Regions from separate parts of the Sus scrofa genome. Here region 2 is linked to region 1. Evidence: chromatin contacts called from public HiChIP or PLAC-seq data. All regions are on one chromosome and are shown on one strand. Each heading gives the region's core, a stretch centred on a gene start, on an enhancer-like site or on the middle of the called end of the contact. The rest is flanking DNA. Distances are from core to core; before and after follow the strand shown. Region 1 holds the start of KLHL6 (kelch-like protein 6). Region 2 holds the start of YEATS2 (YEATS domain-containing protein 2).

What was found. HiChIP or PLAC-seq counts read pairs in DNA pulled down with a chosen protein or histone mark.
Region 2: an H3K27ac HiChIP or PLAC-seq map of alveolar macrophages shows a contact between it and region 1. The contact joins the promoter of YEATS2 here to the promoter of KLHL6 in region 1. A contact is called at or near these places in 1 of 47 Hi-C or Micro-C datasets (embryonic fibroblasts) and 2 of 2 datasets of contacts at active chromatin or transcription factors (alveolar macrophages and skeletal muscle).

The regions. Positions count from the first base shown.
Region 1 is chr13:121,485,898-121,488,808 of Sscrofa11.1, reverse strand. KLHL6 (kelch-like protein 6) reads left to right here and starts at 1,549. Exons shown (of 8, transcript XM_021069900.1): 1 at 1,549-2,106. The coding sequence starts at 1,814.
Region 2 is chr13:121,636,429-121,639,339 of Sscrofa11.1, reverse strand. It overlaps YEATS2 (YEATS domain-containing protein 2), which reads right to left and starts at 1,517. Exons shown (of 31, transcript XM_021069912.1): 1 at 1,288-1,517.

The DNA of each region.
Region 1 (2,911 bases), core at 300-2,799:
ACCAAATGGCTATTCCTTGATCTTGGGAGAGGTGGACTAGTCCCAGTGAATGAATCATGTTTGGCAAATGCCAATCATGGTCAATTTATATTTCCTAGTGTTTGGTCTGAGGTGGCCAGGTGGCCTAGGGAAAATGTGATGGGGATTTTAGGGAATAATTTTCTCTCTGGTAAGAAGAGCGATGGAGAAAAAGTGGCCAGCCCTTTTTTGTCCTGATTTTGGACCAGGGTTCTGTGAAGACATGATGTTTGGTACTATGGCAGCTACTAAATGACCATAAGGGTACATTTCTACCTTACTGAGGGTAACAGGATGAAAGATGGAAAAAAAAGTCCTGTGTCCCTGAAGACATCATTGAGCTTCTGGATCAACCCAGGACTCCACACTTCTGGCTTCTTATAATATAAGACCCCTATTGTTTGAATGACTTTTGATGGGCTATTCTGTCACTGAAGCCAAAAGCATCTTGACTGATAGAGCTCTGGATGAAGAATAACTGTTGGGGAAATAGCAAGGAATGCGCTTTTAGGAGTAAGTATCCATGGAAGAAGAGAAAGCTGAGGCAGACATGGGATGGCTGGAGAGGGCTTCAGTCACCACTGACCATGAGAGAGAAAGGATTGGGCTCCTGCTGAGCTGGAGGACTGCCAGGGCTCCCCACTGCTAGAAGGTGAATAAAAGCAGGAGTGGGCAGCAGAAGCCACTCTGGCAAGGCCTTGGGCCCTGGGGCAGTCATAGGAGGCAAGCAGTTCTCTCCATGGATGTCAAAGAGGCAGGGTCAACACAGTATTACAGCTCTGGTAGGCTGGTGGCGGTGGAAGAAACAGGGGCTTTGGGGCCAAGAACTGAGCCCTGCTATTCACTTGAGCAGAGCTTCAGTTTCCTTAGCTATAAAATGAGGAAAGTCATTTTAATGCCAGGGGGTGGTTATAAAGATTAAATTACACTACCTCCTGTAAACTTCCTAGGATATAACAGGCATTTAATAATAATAATAACCAAACAGTTATTTAATGGAGACCTGCAGAGGCAATGAAAATACTTCGTGATCCATCACTAAATGCCTGACCAATAGATGCCGGGTGAGGTCAGGCTAATTTGAGACTTGCTAGGACAATTTGGTATTGACCTACCCTGATTGGTCTTCCTGGCCACAGAGTCTCTGGAGACCATTTTTCCATTTTTTCTCTGCCCCCAGAGGCATATCTAGAACAATAGACATTTGGGGGTGGGGGAGGGGAACTTTAATATTCGCCATGGCATTGTTTCCCACCCACCCCCAAGACAGAGAGAGAAGACAGGCAGGGATGACAGAAATGAGAATGCCCAAGGGACATGAGTGTTTCAAGGTGCCCAAGGGACTCAGCGGGGGGGCTCATCGTGGGGTCTCCGACTCCTGAGAGGAAGGAGGGGGAGGATTTAGAATGCGCCCTGCTCATCCCATCACCAACACCTTTGGTTGCAGAAGCACCAGGAGTACAAATGCAATAACCAGAACCAGGGGCTTCCTGCTCACGGATATGAGGGGGGAGGCGGACTAAAATAGCCACACAGCACACTTAGCGGACTCCTAGAAGCCACTCCTTTTCTCTGGAGCCCCTTCCTACACACCCTTCTAAGTAATTTCTAAACTTGTGATGATTACAGAAAGAAGAATAGAAGTTACTGGCGTTTGTAGTAACAGGATGAGAAAGTGTGAGACTTCCTGTTATGTGTGTGTGACAGCTGGTGATAAGTGGAGGGCCCTGCACAGGAAATCCGCCCAGCTTCTGCAATGTGACCTGCCTGAAACTTGGGTGCTCCTTCAGTCTGGATGTTGATGGCAGGACAAAGGGGCACCTGGACCATGGGCGACGTGGTAGAGAAGAGTCTGGAAGGGCCCCTGGCACCTTCTACAGATGACCCCCCCCAGAAAAGGGGAGACCTGGTAGAAATCTTAAATGGAGATAAGGTAAAGTTTGACGACACTGGACTTTCCTTAATTCTACAGAATGGCCTGGAGACCCTCCGCGTGGAAAATGCTCTGACAGACGTCATCTTGTGTGTGGACATTCAGGAATTCTCCTGCCACCGCGTGGTGCTTGCCGCGGCCAGCAACTATTTCAGGTCAGCACTCCTAGGACCAGACTCAAACTGGGTGCAAGTCAGAAGGGAAATCTGTACTGACATGAGAATTTAATCTAACTAGTTGGCTGTTGCATTTATGGTTTGTATATTTATTTAGGTTTGTGAGTCTACTCGAGATACAAAAAAGCAAGCTACTAAACCTTAGAGATTAGCATTTCAGTCATATTAAAAGAGAGCTTTCATCTTTTAAAAGTAATGTTTATATATTACGGTGAAACTTCTGGGTATAGGTCCTTGTTCCAGAGGGTGGAAAATTATTGAAATCATGGGGATTTTCCCCCTCATCTGACTAGTGTGTTGGAAACATAATGTTGTCTTTGTTCACCAATAGAGGTAAGAAAAGGATGTGGCCACTCTTTTAAAGTTATCCAATGGCTTGCTGAAAATTGGGGGTTTCTGTTTGTGTACAGGGAGTGGGTGGGGAGGGAAGCAGTTACAAAGTGCTTTACAAGTGAGAGGCCACTAGTTACAAGAAACTCAAGAGATCTGGGCTCCATCCCACTCTGCCCCTTCCCGATCCTGCGACTTTAAGCAAGTCACTTAATGCTCTGAATTTTGTTTTGACATCTGTAAGATGGGGACAATGATGCTTATCTCTCAGGATCATTGTGATAATTAAATAAGAGAGGGGGAAAAGGCTTCACGTAGTGTCTAGCATCTAGTAGATGCTCAAAATGTCTTTGTTGAAATTCTTCACCTCGTTCTGCTTAGTTCAGCTAAGAACCACGTATTGAGCAAATGCTTGGGGTAGGAATGTTGCAGAACCAGGAACCCAGTGAATTTG
Region 2 (2,911 bases), core at 268-2,767, 150 kb before region 1:
AAGCAGAGTTCTCCCTTTCCCTCACCAATCCATTTCCAAGTCTTGTTCATTCTACCTCGAGAATATCTGTTAATCATTCTACTCTCCTCCATCTCCACCTCCACGGACCTAGTCCAAGGTACTGTAAACTAACTGATCGCCTAGCTTCCACTTTTGCCCTCTTTCTCGGTAGTCAGATTATGCTACTTGCCTTAAAATCTTCAAAGGTTCTCATAAAAACCCAAATCCTAAAAACAGCCTCCCTCACCTGCTCCTATCTTAGAACATTTACAGCCAAATATATGCATGCAGTGATAATATCTCTAGACAGTAAAAACAAGGGTACTTTTCCTCACTTTCTTGCCTGTGTTTTTAAATTTTTCTATGATGAATACGTGCTCCCTGCTTATTAAGAGCAAATTATATTGCTGAACACTACATGCTATTACATCACATTTTACATGTTAATGAGAAAAGGGAATGGAAAATTGTAGTTAAAACTCCTTAACTGTTATAAGCTTAAAAGAAAATACTAGCAAACATATATCAAAACTCTAAGAATGATGTGTCAGGGCTGTAGAATTACTGGTGATATTTTCCTCCTCTACTTGCTATTTTTGTTAACATAATTACTTTCATAATAGAAAAAAAAAAAAGAAAAAGGTTATAATACAAACCTCATTGTTTCCTGCAATCTGGCCACAACCCACCAAACCAGCCTTTCTTCCGAGTACTCATTTTCCCAAGCCTTCCACTCCAACCCCGCACTGTCTCACACCTTTGGTGCTTTAAACTCGGGCATCATCCCCGGAATATCCTCCAACCTTTTTACATCCTGTTCATCCTTCACGGTGGAGGGGAACAGTAGGGAAGGCGACAGGTTGGAGAGAGATTCCAGGATTCTTGCTAATAAATCCACAACTTGCTTGTCCTGGGGCCAAATCTCATCCCCAATCCCATCACAGGCCACCGCGTTTAACACCCTAAAAGCTCCGGCCACTGGGGCTCAAGGGACCGCTATCCCCTGAGACAGTACGGTGCCGCTAAGAAAAAGATATCTCCACACACCCAAATTCCGGGTTCCCGCTTCGGAGACGCCTCCGCCGCACACACTCATCCGGACCCAACCTCCTCCTCCGGATCCTCTCCCCGCCAGTCACCCGCCCCCTCCTTCCCCTCAGCCGGGGGCGGGGGGCGCGGCGGAGTGGGGGAGGGGCACGCACGTGCCCGCGCCGCCCCCGCCCAGACAATGCCCCGGAGAGCGGAGCGCGCGCAAGGCGGTCCCATCCTGCTCCCGCCAACACTCACCCTTTTTCCGGGTCTCCGGCTGAAGCGCAGGCCCCGCCGGGCACCGCGAGAGGGCACGGGGGAGGGGAGGGGGCAGGTCAAGCCCCCGAGGAGCCGCCCCGCCACGAGGCCCCGGCGACCCCAGAACCCGAGGAAGCACACGGCTCGGTGGAGCCCGCCCGGCCCGTTTGGCTCGCACGTCACCAGCAGGGGCGGGGCGGGGCGCGCGCTGCGGCGGCGGCAGCGGCGGCGGCGCGCGCGGTTCCGGAGGCGGAGCTCGCAGGGTTATGGGCGGGGCCGGCGCCGCGGCGGAGCTGGAGCTGACCCAGACTCTCACCCCGCCGCCGCCGCACAGCCCTGCTCGGCACTGCCCCGCGCGGCCACTCTGTCTGGGGAGAATAGTCACGGGTTCTGGTAAAGGCATCACCGTGTATCATTTTACTCCTTAGAGGAAGATAGCGAGTTTCAGCCCAAAGACAGAATATTCGTTCTCCCGGCAATTATGAAGCTAACATAGCAGTAACAGCAGTAGCTATGATTTGTGTGTGTGCTTGTACCAAGCTTTGTGCTAGATATACAAATAGCTATAGTTGTTAACCTATTTTACAGATGCAGAAACTGAGTCTGGGAAAGGTGAGGACTTATCTGGGTCATACAACTAGTAACAATCCATAAAGTATTGTTTGCCGCTTAAATATCTCTTAAGCGCAACCTTGCCTTGTCCTCTCTCTGTCCTACCCTGCCATAGACCCCATCATCTCCCCTCCTGAGGATTCTGTAGCCTCCCATTTGGTCTCCAGAGATTTGTTTCTGTCCCCTTCAATCTATTCTCACTATGTAAAGATTTATCGTTGGATTTACCAAGGTTTAGAGGGAGTTCGCTTTATATATTTTTTTTACTTATGTATATGTTATCAATTTTTGGATGTATTTAATGTTTAATAAAAATGTTTTAAAGGATTTACTCCTGTGTCTCCAATAGCAAGCCCAGTGCACTGCACATAATGCGCACTCAAAAGCTTTTTTTTACATTTTTTAATTATAGTTGGTTTACAATTTTGTGCCAATTTCTGTTGTACAGCAAAGTGACCTAGATATATATATATATACACACATATATATACACATTCTTTTTCTCATATCATCCTCCATCATGTTCTAACCCCAGAGATTGGACTCAGTTCCCTGTGTCATACGGTAAGACTTTTCACTGCCTATCCATTCTAAATGTAATAGTTTGCATCTACTAACCCCAAACTCCCTGTCTATCTCATTCTCTCCTCTCCTTGGCAACCACAAGTCTGTTCTTCATGTCCTGAGCCTGTTTCTGTTCTATAGATAGGTTCATTTTGCCACATATTAGATTCCACATACAAGTGGTAGATGGTATTTGTCTTTCTCTTTCTGACTTCACTTAGTATGAGAATCTCTAGTTGCATACATGTTGCTGAAAATGGCATTATCTTGGTCTTTTTATGGCTAAGTAGTATTCCATTGTGTATATGTACCTCATCTTAATCCATTCATCTGTCGATGGACATTTAGGTTGTTTCCATGTTTTGGCTATTTTCAGTAGTGCTGCTGTGAACATATGGGTGTATCTTTTTGAATTGTAGTTTTGTCTGGATATATGCCCAGGAGTGGG